Linked DNA regions of Mus musculus: region 2 is linked to region 1. A link is a contact called in public HiChIP or PLAC-seq data. All regions are on one chromosome and are shown on one strand. Each heading gives the region's core, a stretch centred on a gene start, on an enhancer-like site or on the middle of the called end of the contact. The rest is flanking DNA. Distances are from core to core; before and after follow the strand shown.

Region 1 (6,962 bases), core at 958-3,457:
CCGAACTCGCTTTTCCCTGGTGGGTATAGAACCGCGTTGGCAAAAGAAGCCACTGAGTGAGAGAGATGCAGCCACCGTGGCCTTTCTTAGAGCACAAGCCCTCACTGTGCCCAAGCCATTAGGCAGGTGACTCATTGCTCCACCCCAAAAGTTTTGCTATACTTTTTTTTTTCCATTTTTTATTAGGTATTTAGCTCATTTACATTTCCAATGCTATACCAAAAGTCCCCCATACCCACCCACCCCCAAGTTTTGCTATACTTAAAAACAAAAACACCCTCAGAACAAATCTATAATTTCTCAATTTTTTTCCCCTAGGAAAAAAAGCGAATTTAGGTTTGTTTGTTTGTTTGTTTGTTTTTAAAAAGAATCATTTTCAGGAGTACCAAGTAAACAATACTTGGGGGTTAGAACGCTGGTTCAGAGGTTAAGAGCGTTGGCCGCTCTTCCAGAGGTTCTGAGTTCAATTCCCAGCCACCACTTGGTGATTCATAGCCATCTATAATGGAATCTGATGCCCTCTTCTGGTGTACAGACAAGCATGCAGACAGAGTACTCATTCATATACGTAAGTAAGTAAATTTAGTATTTACTAAATCGGAACCACCTCAGCCCATTACCCAGACTTAAAAACCAGTGTCCTGCAGCAAAGTTGGGGCAGCTGTAGGCAAGGCGGCATACCCAGAGTGGTGATAGGCTGCAGGCTGGCTCTCGGGAAATGCATCCTATCACCGGCGCTGTGGCGCTTGTTGGTGGCTGGGGGGCCAGAGCCCAAGCTGGTCAACGCCACTTCTTCCTGGATCTCGGCTGATGGCTGACCATTCTGCAAAGGCCCACCTGGGAACAAGGGGTCAGGGGATAACCTAAGACCGATAACCTGCACACTGTAAAGAGCTCAGTCCCCACGTCCTGTGGTGTGTTATATTGTCTGTCTGTCCCTCACACCACCACTATCACCTTGCTTCCTGCCAACTTGAGTCCAATCACACATAAAACAGCTATCCCCACAGATAACCTGGTGGGGCTTAGGGGCTGGCTGCAGACCCTGAGTGTGACCATTTATCGGTGCAGACGATTAGGAGGCATGAAATGAGCTTGGTGTGGGACTCTAATCAAATCGCTGGACCCCTTGCATACAAAGGGGAAATCACCACACACTGTTCCCGACCGCCTAAACTGAGTGGAGACCCAGCAATGCCCTCAGAGAGCACCTAGTGATGAGAGGGATGAGGGAAAAGATGGACAGATATTGTCCCTGGAGGCTGACAACTGAAAAGACGTGTAATAGACACATGTAGACGCATGCCAAATTTATCTGTGCTTTCCCGGTGGGAGGGAAGGCTGACCCAAGAGGCTTGACTGATGAGGGAGTCCCGAGCCAAGCCGTTGAGAAGCCAAGGCCCTGAGAATGGAGCAACTCTAGGTTTGCAGCCAGAGGAGAGGTAGCCTCAGCTCCAGCCCTCAAATCCACAGCTGGCACGGGAGGGTGCTCTGTACCCAGACCGGTCCACCTCCCGCTACAGGGGGACCCACCATTGAGGCACTCCATCTCTGGCTCCTCCCCCTCAGGCTGTTTCTGCAGCCGCTTGGCTTTACACCGCTTCTTGCAGTAGAACATGAGGCCCAGGACCGCGATGATGTAGGCTACCGCTGCGCCCACCGACAGCCCGATGGTCTGGATCATCTTGTATGGGGGAGGGCTGCCTGGGCCCTCCGAGTCTTCCATCACTGGCTTGTCTAAGAGACACACGGAGAGGTCAGGACAGGGGCGACTCAAGCAAACTAGCCCTCAAGTCTCTAGCCCAGATATATGACAACTTCTAGACCCTTGAAGGCCCCCACGTGGCATGAAGACCCAGGGCGTATCCCTTCCTTCTCTGGCTGACTCGGTCCTGTGAACTAACCCTGGAGAGGATACGGGGAAGCTTCTGGCTTAACATCCCAGCTAAGACTCAGCTCAGAGTGAGTTCCTGCATTGCTAGTCTACGGGCTTCCAATGACTCAGAAGACAGAGGTCCCATGAGTCACTCGGTGAGCGTCAATGGCTTCAAGCAAGAGGTCCCACACTCCATTTTCTATGAGATATGTTACTAGGAAACCAATTCTGCAGAATGGAGATGTTTGTGGGAAAGTTTGTGAACTTTCTTCCCCTTTAACCTCTCTCTTCTGTAGCCACAGTGACAACTTCTCAAAGGGACAGAGATCACTAGGGCAGGTGTGGCCTATGGCTGTTAAACCTGTCATCATCTCTGGGCCTCCTGCATTCTGACCCGGTCTCCTCTCCACTTGCAATAGTTCCAAGCTTTTGATTCTTTTCTTTTGTTTGAGATAATGTCTCACTCCGTAGCCCAGGCTATCTTGGAATTCACTATCTAACCCTGACTAGCCTTGAAGTCATGACAATCCTATCTCGGTCTCAGGGCTTGATCTCATGATAATCCTCCTGTCTCAGAATCCAAGATCCAGCATTACAAGAATGAATTACCATGCCTGGCTTATAAATTTCAACCCTTTTATTTTTTTAAATTACTTTTATCCAGCACTTGGGAGGCAGAGGCAGGCGGATTTCTGAGTTCAAGGCCAGCCTGGTCTACAGAGTGAGTTCCAGGACAGCCAGGGCTACATAGAAAAACCCTGTCTCAAAAAAAAAAAAACAAAAACAAAAACAAACCCCCCAAAAAAACAACAAAATAATTACTTTTATTTATGTGTATGTGTGTGGGTTTGTGCCTGTGTGTGTTTGTGTATCTATGTGTGGGTTTGTGCCTGTGTGTGTTTGTGTGTCTATGTGGTGGGTTTGTGCCTGTGTGTATTTGTGTGTCTATATGTATGTATATACCTTTGAGTGCTCAAGTGCTATCAGAGGCTAGAGACCTTGGGTCACCTAGAGCTGGAGGCACAGGCAGTTGTGAGCCACCTGATGCTACAAACAGAACTTGGGTCCTCTGAAAGAACAGGAAGTGCTCTCAACCTCTACGCCATCCATCCTTAAACTTGGATCTTGTGGGCTTCCCTCCCAAAGGTCCACGTGTTGAAGGCTTAGTCCCCAGCCTATGCTGCAACTGGGAAGCAGTGAGACCTTCAGAAGATGGGACTAAGTGGAAGAGAGCTAGGGCATGGGGAGCTGCCCTTCAAGGGGAAACTGAGGCATAGCCATTCCTCTCTTTTTGCTTCCCACTCAACACATGAGAAACAAGATGTCTTCTGACACACATGCTCTCTGCCACCACATACTATGGTGCCACAGACCCAGAGCAACGAGGCCTGAGCAACAAGGCTGAAGGTTCTGAGACTGTGAGCCTAAAACCTGGTCTCTGTATAAGTAAACAAGAGAGCGAGGCATTAGAGAGAGCTGAACGTCCTTAAGCGGCCCAAATACACACAGCTCGGCTGTGGAATGCCAGGTGAATGACAGTCCAGCAAGCAGTCCCGTTGAAATGTCTTCTCTGTTCAGGATGTCAGTACCTGTGAGATGAGAAAGGATTCTACCCTCTCCCCTAGAGGGCGCCCTTCCCAGGCCCATACCCACGACTAAGAGCGGGGCCTCTGTGTGCCTGATGTTACAGCTGTTGCCAGCGATGCAGGTGTAGGAGCCTGAGTCCTCAGGGGCCACGTCATGGATCACCAGGGAACCGTTCTGGAAGATGTGCATCCTGTCGTGAGAGAAGCCACAGTGATGGTCACTTGGCCAGCCCCCAAGGAGCTAGCATCCGAGGAAAGGTGAAGTCTGTGTGGAAGGGAGGCAAGCCCTACCTGGGTCCCAGCTTGGTAGGGTCCAGGATCCGGTCTTTGCCTTTCCACTGAATGAGAGGCTTGGGGTCGCCCTGAGCCTCACACCGCAGCAGCGCTGTGTGGCCCTGGTACACAGTTGTACGCTCAGGTTCCACTTTGAAGGTGATGAAAACTGCACAGGAAGAGACCAGGGAGGATTGGGAAGTAGTGAGCAACGGAGCTGTCGGAAGGTAGGTTGTTACCCCCAGGCCCTGTCAACGCCAGCTCCCGGGGATCTGCCGCAGTCGCACCTGCCACCGTCAGCTGGACATGAGCGCGGATCTGGCCCTGTGGCTCGTTGGATGCAATGCAAGTGTAGTTGCCAGCATCATCTCGGGTCACTCGGGCAAAGTGTAGGGTTCCAGCATTGTCTGTCACCCATTCAGGGAGGCTACTTCCATCTGCAGAGATAGAAGAAATCACAATCGTGTCACGGGCTAGAATGACGGGAATGGCTGAGAAGGCCTTCGGGTTACTCGTCTCTACCCCAAACAAGCCCTGGACCCTCCTACTCACAGGCGCGGTCCAAAGCCCCCTGTTACTCACAGGCGTGGTCCAAAGCCCCCTGTTATTTACTTCTTCTCCACTTTTTCAGGCTTCCCTCTTTTACAGCTCCAGAACATTTCACTTGTGCTAAACGAGACATCTGACCAGGCCGCTGTCGGCCTCGTCCTCACCTCACGGCTCCTTACTCCTCCCTCCTGAGCCTAGATCCACCAGGACCCCACTTCTTCCAGAAAGATTCGAGATCTGATCGAAGGAGCCCTCTACCGATGCCACAACCCCACCCCCCTCACTCCCGTGGCTGGTGCAAATGTGAAACCGGTCCAGCCTTGTAAGAACAATTTGGCGGCTCATATACATGGTTATAAAAATGTTCATGCCATTTTATCGATATACATCTACTTTATATTGTTTATATATTTATTTTATATTACTTACATATTACGTAGTTATTTAAATAAACAATATGATATATTATATACTTGTAATTATATAGTATGTATTAATATGTTACATATTGTATGTAAATATTATATATATAACATAAAATATTACACACACACATCCACTTCTGGGATTCTTTGCCAAAGGAAATCAATCCAGAAAAATAAAGCCCATTACCGCTGGGACTGGAATCCATAGAGCAATAAGGAGGGGCAAAAATCCAAGTCTCTAACACTCAGAGAATACTCAAGTAAATGAGAATGAATTCAATTCTGAGATTGTTATTACTATAGTTGAGACTGATATTATGTACAATAAAGACAAAGGAGAAATGCTTAATAATGTTAAATTACAAATCATGTTAAGCGCTGAGTATGGTAGCACACTTCAATCCTAGAAACTCAGGAGACGGAGGCAGCCAGATCTATGTTTGAGAACAGCCTGGTCTACAAGGACAGCTCGCTCGCTCCACCTCTCAGCCAGGGCTAAACAGTGAGATCTTGCTTCAAAAAGACAAAAGGTGGGGGAAGGGAGCTGGAGAGATGGCAGAGCAGTTACAGGCAAAGGCTGTCCTTCCAGGTCTCAGGTTGGACCCTTAGCATCCACAGCACTGCATGGCGTCTCACAACCTTCTCTAGCTTCCGTATCCCCAGTCCCCTGGATCTGATGCCTTCACTGGCCTCTGCAGGCACTACACTCCCACCATGCCCAGACACACCTTCGAGCAAAACACCCGTACACATAAGGATAAAAAAATAAAACAATAAAAACCCACATATACTCTGAGCTTGGTGATCCATGTCTTAAATCCCAGCACCTGGGGAAGCAGAGGCAGGTGGGTCCCTGGAGTTGGAGGGCAGTCTGCTCTGCATAATGAGACCGTCTCCAAAGACGAAAAAGCCAAAAAGGTCAGGTGCATGGGTGCGGATGCACACCTATAATCACAGGACTTGGAAAGCCGAGGCAGAATGAACGTTCAAGGTTAGACCGGGCTGGACAGTGAGTTCCAGGACTGCTAAAACTATATAGTAAAACCTTATCTATGACAATTAACAAACTAAACTAATTCATTAAATAATTAAAAACTTAAAAAAAAAAGTGTTTTAAAAATGGCTCTGTATAAGCAGCTTGCCTGGCAGACTGAGGGTCACAGGTTCAACCCCGACGACTCTACTAACTCAAATAAACAAAATAAGTACGTCTTTGCTCAGGAAGAGTAATACGTAAAAGTTGTATATATAATAAAATTACTATGCAAGAGTAAGAGAGTCACAGAAGGAGACAGACATAAAGATGGCAGATGGTGCAGTGATTTGTACACCCCCACACAATGCTTATCAGACTCCATGCTACTTTAATGCTGGCCACAAGGGGTCTCGACACCACTGCCTTGACAACCCACCCACCTGCCTGCCAGTCACAGTCTATGCTGCCAGCACTGTCCTCTTGACCCCTCTGGGGATATAGCTTTCCCTTCTCTACTGGACTACATTAATCAGTCATTTCTGGTTTCTCCCAACAATTCCAGGTGCAGGCTGGGCACTCCCCTGTCCCTCTTGCTCGCTCTAGAGCCTGTGTCACGTGGTACTCACCTGCCCGTACCCACTTAACCGTGGGCTTCTCCCGGCCAGTGGCTGAGCAGGGCACCGTAGCCTCCTTATCAAACTCCATGCACTGCTGTGGCTGCGGTGGTGGCGTGAACTTGAGTTTTTCTGGGTTAGTTGGGAAAGAGAGGAGGAATAATTGAAACAAGAAGAAAGAGGCAGGGCCATCCCTGTCACCCCCTTGTCTACACAAGCTAAGTATTCTCCAAAATAACACATTTGCCAACTCACCCAGCACCTGGACTCGGGCCTGGGCCTCGATGCTGCCGGCTGGGGTACTGCTCACGCAACGGTACAATGTCCCGTCATACACCTCCACACTATTGATGCGCAAGGTCCCATTCTTCGAAACTTCGAACCTCGAGTCCTGCGGGACAGACTTGAGTAGCCGAGGGCTAGTTCTATCTCCCTGAGGGCAGCCTCGGGGCTGAGAGAGGTCTGGGGCTATGCACTGACAAAGGCTGTGGGGAACTCTCCCATCCACCAAGGAGCCATCCTTTCTCACCTCTGAGATCAGCATCTGGTTCCTGTACCAGATCACAGTGGGCTTGGGTGTGGCCTGTGTCAGACAGTGCAAGTAGCCAGGCTTGCCCTCTTCCAGCTGGCTGTCTTGGGGCTTCCTAAGCCATGTGGGTACAG
Region 2 (7,007 bases), core at 2,779-5,278, 140 kb after region 1:
TGCATGCAGTTTTACAATGTAAAAGGAGGGACTGGGATTGGAGCTCAGTGCTTGCCAGGCATGTGTGAGGCCCTAGGTTAAACCCCCAGTAAATGTGTGTCTGAATGCACCAATGTAGCCAGGCATGATGGTGCACATCTCTGATTCTCAAACTCAAGAGGCTGAGGTGGGATTGCCATGAGTTCAAAGCCATCCAAGGGTATACGGAAAAACCCTGTCTCAAAAAAACAAACAAACAAACAAACAAAAACAAACAAACAAACAAAAAAAAAACAAATCAAAGCCAGGTGTGGTGGCACACGCCTTTAACCCCAGCACTCGGGAGGCAGAGACAGGTGGATTTCTGAGTTCGAGGTCAGCCTGGTCTACAAAGTGAGTTCCAGGACAGCCAGGGCTATACAGAGAAACCCTGTCTCGAAAAAAACCAACAAAACAAAACAAAAAAACCCACCACCAACAACAAAACAAAAACAAAAACAGAACAAATCAAACCCAGTACTTGAAGAGTTGGAAGCAGAAGGATCAGGCTCCACAGTGAGTTCAAGAGCAACCCTCAAGAAACCGAGAAGAAAGTGCAGTCTGTGAAAATACCATGGCCATCCTCAGCAGCAGCACTTGCTGCAGGAGCACAAGAGCCTGAGCTGCATCCTCGAAGCTACCTCCAGCATCCTCGAGAAGGACCTGGGCGTGGCCAAGCGTCCACAATCCCTGCACTGACAAGGACAGGCACAAAAGAACTCCTCTGCTTTGCTGGTCAGCCAGTCTAGCCAAATGAGTTAACTCTAGGTTATAGTTGACATGTTAGAATAGCGGCTCGTGTCTGAACACAGCACACTAGGCCAAAAGAGTTCCAAGTGTAAAAGGATTATTGGGGGCTGGAGAAATGACTAAGTAGTTAAGAGCACTGACTACTCCTCCAAAGGTCCTGAGTTCAAATCCCAGCAACCACATAGTGGTTCACAACCATCTGTAATGAGATCTGGCGCTCTCTTCTGGAGTGTTTGAAGACAGCTACAGTGTATTTACATATAATAAATAAATAAATCTTTTTTAAAAAAAGGTTTATTGGGAGAGAGGGGCAAGGAGGGGAGGAAGAGAGGGAGGGAGGGGCATTCTGCTTATATATATGGATAATGACATAACATAGGTAAAGGTGGGAGGTGAGCCAAATGGATTCTGGGAATATGGTGGCCGTTGTCTTAGCAACAGGTCTGTAGGTCCCCTATGTGATGTCACAGGTTTTCCCGAGGTCCTGATGCCAACAATAGTGAGAAGCCTTACCTCAAAAAGATAATGTGGAGAGCAATTTCAAAGGAACCCTTTGGGGTTTTGGTTTGTTTTTTTGAGACAAGAGTTTCTCTGTGTAACAAGCCCTGGCTGTAGTGGACTCAATTTGTAGATCAGATTGGCTTTGAACTCGCAGAGATCTGCTGCCTTTTGAGTACTGGGATAAAAGGCTTGTGCCACCATGCCTGGAGAAACCTGTATTTTCTAATGGTTTCCTCTCAGGTTAAAACATTCCATCTTGCAGGAAGTTCATTAAGCAGAAAGGAAAGCACTCACAATAGCTTCAGGAAGTCCCTGAAACTGACTAGATTCACTAGGCCCCTTCCTATCAGAGTAAGCAGTAAGAGCTGAGAAGTGGAGCCAAGCTGCCAAGAAGACTCCCAGACCAGAGCAGATGCCTAGTAGAGGGTTATAGACCAGAGGAGGCACCTGGAAAGGACACTGTTCAACTGTTGAGCTGCCTGCAGATGTGCAGTGTGCTCCAGGTTCCAAGCTTTGTGAGCTGTCACCCACACTGGGGTGGGCTTTGCTAATGCAGCTTTGAGTCATTTCTGCTCCTGTGAGTGACCCCTCACCCACATTTCTATAATTAACTCCAATAAAGTGCATTGGTTCATCAAGTTGGACTTAGTTGGTCTTTATGTTTTTTTGGTTTTGTTTTTTGTTTTTTGTTTTTTTTTTTGGTTTGGTTGATTATTTTTTGGTTTTTTGAGACTGGGTTTCTCTGTGTAGCCCTGGCTGTCCTGGAACTCATTCTGTAGACCAGGCTGGTATTTATGTTTTGGTCTGCCCTGGGATCCCTATCTGGGGTGGGAAAACTTGTGTTGAATCTCCCCAGGAAAAGTTTTATCACGTATGTGCAATTACACAAATACACACGAACACACGCATGTACAAAAAGACGAAATACAACAAAAAGATTGGACAATTCCATTGAGACAAGTTCTCATGTATCCTAGGCTGGCTCCAAATTTACCACGTAGCTGTTGCCTCTACCTACCTTGTTGCTAGGAAGACAGGAGTCTATCAAACCAACCACACTTGGCTTTATAAAGTGCTTGAGATCAAACTCAGGGCAACAGCATGCCAGACAAGCACCCTACCAACTGAACTACATCTCCAGGCCAATTTCAGGTTCATGACCTAAGGTATTTCCAGGAGCTAAAATCAGAAATCTAAATATTTTCTCATCTTCTGGGGATAAAGATACCTTAATACATGTAGTCAATACTCAAACTTTCTGATATCTGATGTCCAAATTGTTCCAGAATGTATACTATACAAAATAGAAGACTATCTCAAAAGGTTCGACTGTAAAGGAGACAGTCTGACAGTAACTGGAAAAAAAATACAAGGTCCAGAAAAGGGGAATAGCCACAATCCAATATATTGATTAAATGTATTTCACAAAAACCTGTATCTGTTAATTACAAAGGAGACTTCTGGAGGGGGGCAGTTGGAGAGATGGCTCAGCTGTTAAGAGCACTAACTGCTCTACCAGCAGGCCCAGGTTTTATTCCCAGTACCCACCTGTCACTCACAAGTGTCTATAACTCCAGTTCCAGGGGATCTGACACCCTCACATAGACATACGTACAGACAAAACAGCAGTGCACGTACAAATTTTAAATAAATAAATCATAAAAAAGAAAGAGTAAAGACAAAGACGAAATCTAAGTAACTAAGGCTATTGGCTCAGTTCCCATCACAGAAGCCTTCAACCCTTTCCTTCTCTGTCGCCTTCTCTCCTATAGCTCTCCTAGAATTAGGTAAACTGTTCAAGCTTCAAGTTAGATCGGAGTAGGACAGAGAACGTGAAGGACCCAAGGCACTGGAACATGAGCTTTAAGGAGGGTGTGTTGGGAGAAGTGTGGCAACACCAAGCAACAGGGCTACATGAATCCCATGCATTAATTCAGCCAGCAGCCGCTGCATAAATAGATTGGCATAAGCATGGCTGGGGCAGTTTTATCCCACCATCCCCCTTACAACGTTCCCGGTAACCCTCAAGACGCTGTGCCTACAGCTGAGCAGGACAAACTAAGACATCCTCAGGAAAATGGACTTTTTCCACTTTTCTTTGTTTTTAAAGATTTATTTATTTTATGTAAGTCCGTACACTGTAGCTGTCTTCAGACACCCCAGAAGAGGGCATCAGATCTCATTACGGATGGTTGTGAGCCGCTATGTGGTTCCTAGGATTTGAACTCAGAACCTTTGGAAGAGCAGTCGGTGCTCTTAACCACTAAGCCATCTCCCCAAACCCCATCCTTCTTTTCACACCAATTATTCTTTTTTGTTTGTTTGTTTTGTTTTGTTTTTCGAGACAGGGTTTCTCTGTGTAGTACTGGCTGTCCTGGAACTCACTCTGTAGACAGGCTGGCCTTAAACTCAGAAATCCACCTGCCTCTGCCTCCCAAGTGCTGGGATTAAAGGCGTGCGCCACCACCGCCTGGCCCACACCGATTACTCTTGGTCAGTTAAATACTGAGTTCAAGTTATGGGGCATGAAGGTCGAGAGGACGCTACTTGCCCTACAGAATTGTAAAAATGCTCCTCCACTGAGTTTCAAAGGGCGCGTGCGTCGACAACAACGGAGGCGGTCGTCAAGCCAGGCTCCCCCCCACCCCTGTGCATCTTCTCAGGGGCCGACTTGGCCATCGGCACCCCGCCCACTTTCCTACCGGAAGCGGAAACGCCTCTCTTGCCCCGGACTTTTTCCGCCCCCTATTTCCGGAAGTGGAGTGGTTTCCTTCTCCTTCGCCATGGCGTTGGCTGTCCTGCGCGTCCTGGACCCCTTCCCGACGGAGACACCACCGTTGGCGGTGCTGTTGCCTCCCGGGGGCCCGTGGCCAGCGACGGGGCTGGGGCTGGTGCTGGCACTGCGGCCGGCGAGCGAGAGTCCCGCGAAGCCCGCGCTGCTCGTGGCGGCCGTGGAAGGGTCCGGCGCCCAGGGCGAGCAGCGCGGGCCGGGGCCTCCGCCGCTGCTGGTGAGCCGCGCGCTGCTGCGGGTCCTAGCGCTGGGGCCCGGGGCGCGAGTACGAGCGCGGCTTGTGCGGCGTCCCCCGGCCCTGGGCTGGGCGTTGCTTGCCACGGCTCCGGGACCCGGGCTAGGGCCTCGAGTCGGGCCGCTGTTGGTGCGCCGCGGGGAGACCCTCCCCGTGCCCGGATCGCGAGTGTTGGAGACGCGACCGGCCCTGCAGGGGTTGCTGGGCCCGGGGACACGGCTGGCCGTGACTGAGCTCCGCGGGCGGGCCAAACTGGGCCAGGAGAGTCGGGATCACAGCCATCCCCCGCCCCCGCCCGTAGTGTCGTCCTTTGCAGCTTCCCACTCGGTCCGGCGACTCCGAGGGGTTCTGGGAGGGACTGGAGATGCGCTGGGTGTGAGCCGGAGCTGTCTCCGGAGTCTCGGACTCTTCCAGGGCGAATGGGTCTGGGTGGCCCAGGTCGCAGAGTTACCCAACTCCTCGCAGCCGCGCTTGGCTCAAGTCCAGGTTCTAGAACCGCGCTGGGAGCTGTCTGAGAGACTGGGACCCAACTCCGGGCAGCAGCCGGGAGAGCCACTCGCTGACGGACTGGTGTTTCTGCCCGCCACTCTGGCTTTTAATCTCGGCTGTGACCCCCTGGAAGTGGGAGAGCTCAGAATTCAGGTCAGGAATGCTTCCTTTAACTTTTGCTCTCTTCCCTGTCTTTACTGAGTTGGAAGGCTAAATCTGTAGAATTCAGGTCCCCTGTGCCTTACAATTAGACCTTTCACTTAAGGTCTCTTAGTCTTGTATACTCATTTTCTCTTATCAAACTGTCTTTCACGTGTTCAGGTGAAACATGAGGTTCCCTGCCAAGTACCAGCTCTGCGTACCCCTAGTCTGTAACTGCGTTGCTACGTTAGAATGCTATCCTGGTACCTCTTGCTTTTTCCTTGACTGACTTCTTGTTCTAACTTTATCTGATAAAGCAACTGTCATTTCCGACCTAAACGTGACACTCGCATAAATCCTTTCATGATTTTATAACCACAACCTTAACATCATTTCTTCCTCTTGTAGCCTTTTGAGCCTTGTTAGGGTATATATCTTATTTATATGATTACACACACACTGTCTAGGCCTCAGTCATATATTGTACATAACTTGATATGTCTTATTAAATACATTTAAGAGAAGTTCTTGAAGTGTTTGATTTCTGCCTTTTAAAAATACAATTGTGCTTGGGAGAGGCGGGGTCTACAGTTTAGTTTCTAAGCATAGAAGTATATGATTTAGGCTGGTGCTGGCTTGAAAGGAAGCCAGTAGCCACGTAAAATTAACTAGTTAACACCAGATCTGAAGTTGATTTAACCTCTCTCGGGTGCCCAATGGCCATAGGTAGAAACAAAGACAGTCCATCAGAGTTAGTTGAGTGACTAGTTAACACTGAGATGGACCTAGTGTGTGGCCCAGCACCCAGAGCAGACAGACCAACCCTGTCCACTAAGATGTCCAGATGAGAGTGGTCTCCTTCTAACAGAAGTACAGTGGAGGACAGTCAGCTGACCAGCCCGTTAGTGGTGTCAGGACATATCTGAAGCTGGCTGTGGTGGCTCCTGTCTGTAGTTTTTGAGAAGCTGATGCACGAAAATCAGTGGGTTGAAGGTCAGCCTGAGCTCTGGACTGAGACAACAAAACTATATAGCCTTTTCCCACAGCCAGAGCCATGTCTTCACCAGAGACCACTTGGTGTCAACTCAGTAGCTACCTGCTGTCCTTCAGAGAACCTGTAGAGGCAGGGTGTGGTGCTACATGCCTGTAATCCCAACACTTGGGTGGGGGAGACAGGAGGATTTGGGACTCGAGTATTCCCATCAACATAGCTGCCAATCTGGGCTACATGAAACTGTCTCAGTAGGAAAACAGAAATCAGAGAAGTACATTTCTTAGTACCTCACTGGCTGTGGGATGACAAGGATCAAAGCCAGAAAGCCGTCTTTACAGGCGGCTCTGGAACCAGAGTCAAGAGTTGGTTCACATTAGGAGGGCTTTTGGTTTCCTAAGGGTAGCAGAGCTCTGCAGTTTGGCCGTCCTGGGTCACCAGCCTTGCTAAGGGAAAGACAAAAGGTGGATGTGGGTACTGGCTGCTACGAGTGTAAAACCTGACTGCTTGGAGGTTGTAAGCTGGCAACTGTTTTCTCCATTAGAGGTATTTGGAAGGCTCCATCGCCCCAGAGAACAAAGGAAGCTGTTCACCACTGCCCGGGCCTCCGTTTGCTCGAGAGTTACACATTGAGATTCTGTCCTCGCCTCACTACAGTGCTAATGGAAATTATGACCATGTCCTGTACCGGCACTTTCAGACACCCAGGTCAGCCGAACGGAAGAAAACACCTCACCTTGACCCTCTCCTCCCATCCCATGTCTCAGATCCAGACACCCAAGAGCTACTGGCTTAAGAGAAGTCTCATTATAGGCACCACTGTGGCAGGGAACCTTGGAGTAAGCCTGAGGTGAATTGGGACATTCTAAGGAAAAAAAAAAAAAAAAAAGGACCGTTTGGTCAAAGAGAACAACAGGAGAGCCAGGGGTCCTCTCCAGGTCTGGTCTCTGGTCTCACTCTTGGCCCAGTGTGGTCTAAGTCTAAATTGTCCCCTAGAACGTTGTCTGGGAAGCTGTGGGCTGTGGGCCTTCTTACTGGAAGGAGGCCCAGATGTGTCAGGAGCACACACTGAGCTGACTGAGTTGTGTGTG

The links. HiChIP or PLAC-seq counts read pairs in DNA pulled down with a chosen protein or histone mark.
Region 2: an H3K4me3 HiChIP or PLAC-seq map of bone marrow-derived macrophages shows a contact between it and region 1, with 2.6 times the contacts expected there. The contact joins the promoter of Pex6 here to the enhancer-like site in region 1. A contact is called at or near these places in 9 of 39 promoter capture datasets (the 3T3-L1 cell line, the HPC-7 cell line, HPC-7-derived erythroid cells and 5 more), 1 of 15 datasets of contacts at CTCF or cohesin (large pre-B cells), 11 of 484 Hi-C or Micro-C datasets (the HPC-7 cell line, LSK cells, cranial neural crest and 6 more), 8 of 115 datasets of contacts at active chromatin or transcription factors (the HPC-7 cell line, bone marrow-derived macrophages, embryonic stem cells and 1 more) and 5 of 9 other capture datasets (adipose tissue, embryonic stem cells, liver and 2 more).

Annotation. Positions count from the first base shown.
Region 1 is chr17:46,572,739-46,579,700 of GRCm38.p6, forward strand. It overlaps Ptk7 (PTK7 protein tyrosine kinase 7), which reads right to left. Exons shown (of 20, transcript NM_175168.4): 8 at 6,829-6,962; 9 at 6,555-6,690; 10 at 6,312-6,431; 11 at 4,023-4,172; 12 at 3,754-3,904; 13 at 3,526-3,653; 14 at 1,534-1,737; 15 at 682-837; 16 at 1-16. Among named protein-coding and RNA genes, the nearest start is that of Srf, 20 kb to the left of the region's middle. Within about 2 kb of position 2,208, at least 11 of the 459 cell types and tissues checked have an H3K27ac peak or open chromatin away from gene starts, as enhancers often do. A contact at or near this core is called in bone marrow-derived macrophages and trophoblast stem cells, where this site is marked.
Region 2 is chr17:46,707,448-46,714,454 of GRCm38.p6, forward strand. It overlaps Pex6 (peroxisomal biogenesis factor 6), which reads left to right and starts at 4,029. Exons shown (of 17, transcript NM_145488.2): 1 at 4,029-4,937; 2 at 6,461-6,624. The coding sequence starts at 4,053. Gm52314 (a long non-coding RNA gene) reads left to right here. Exons shown (of 2, transcript XR_003952400.1): 2 at 1-1,907.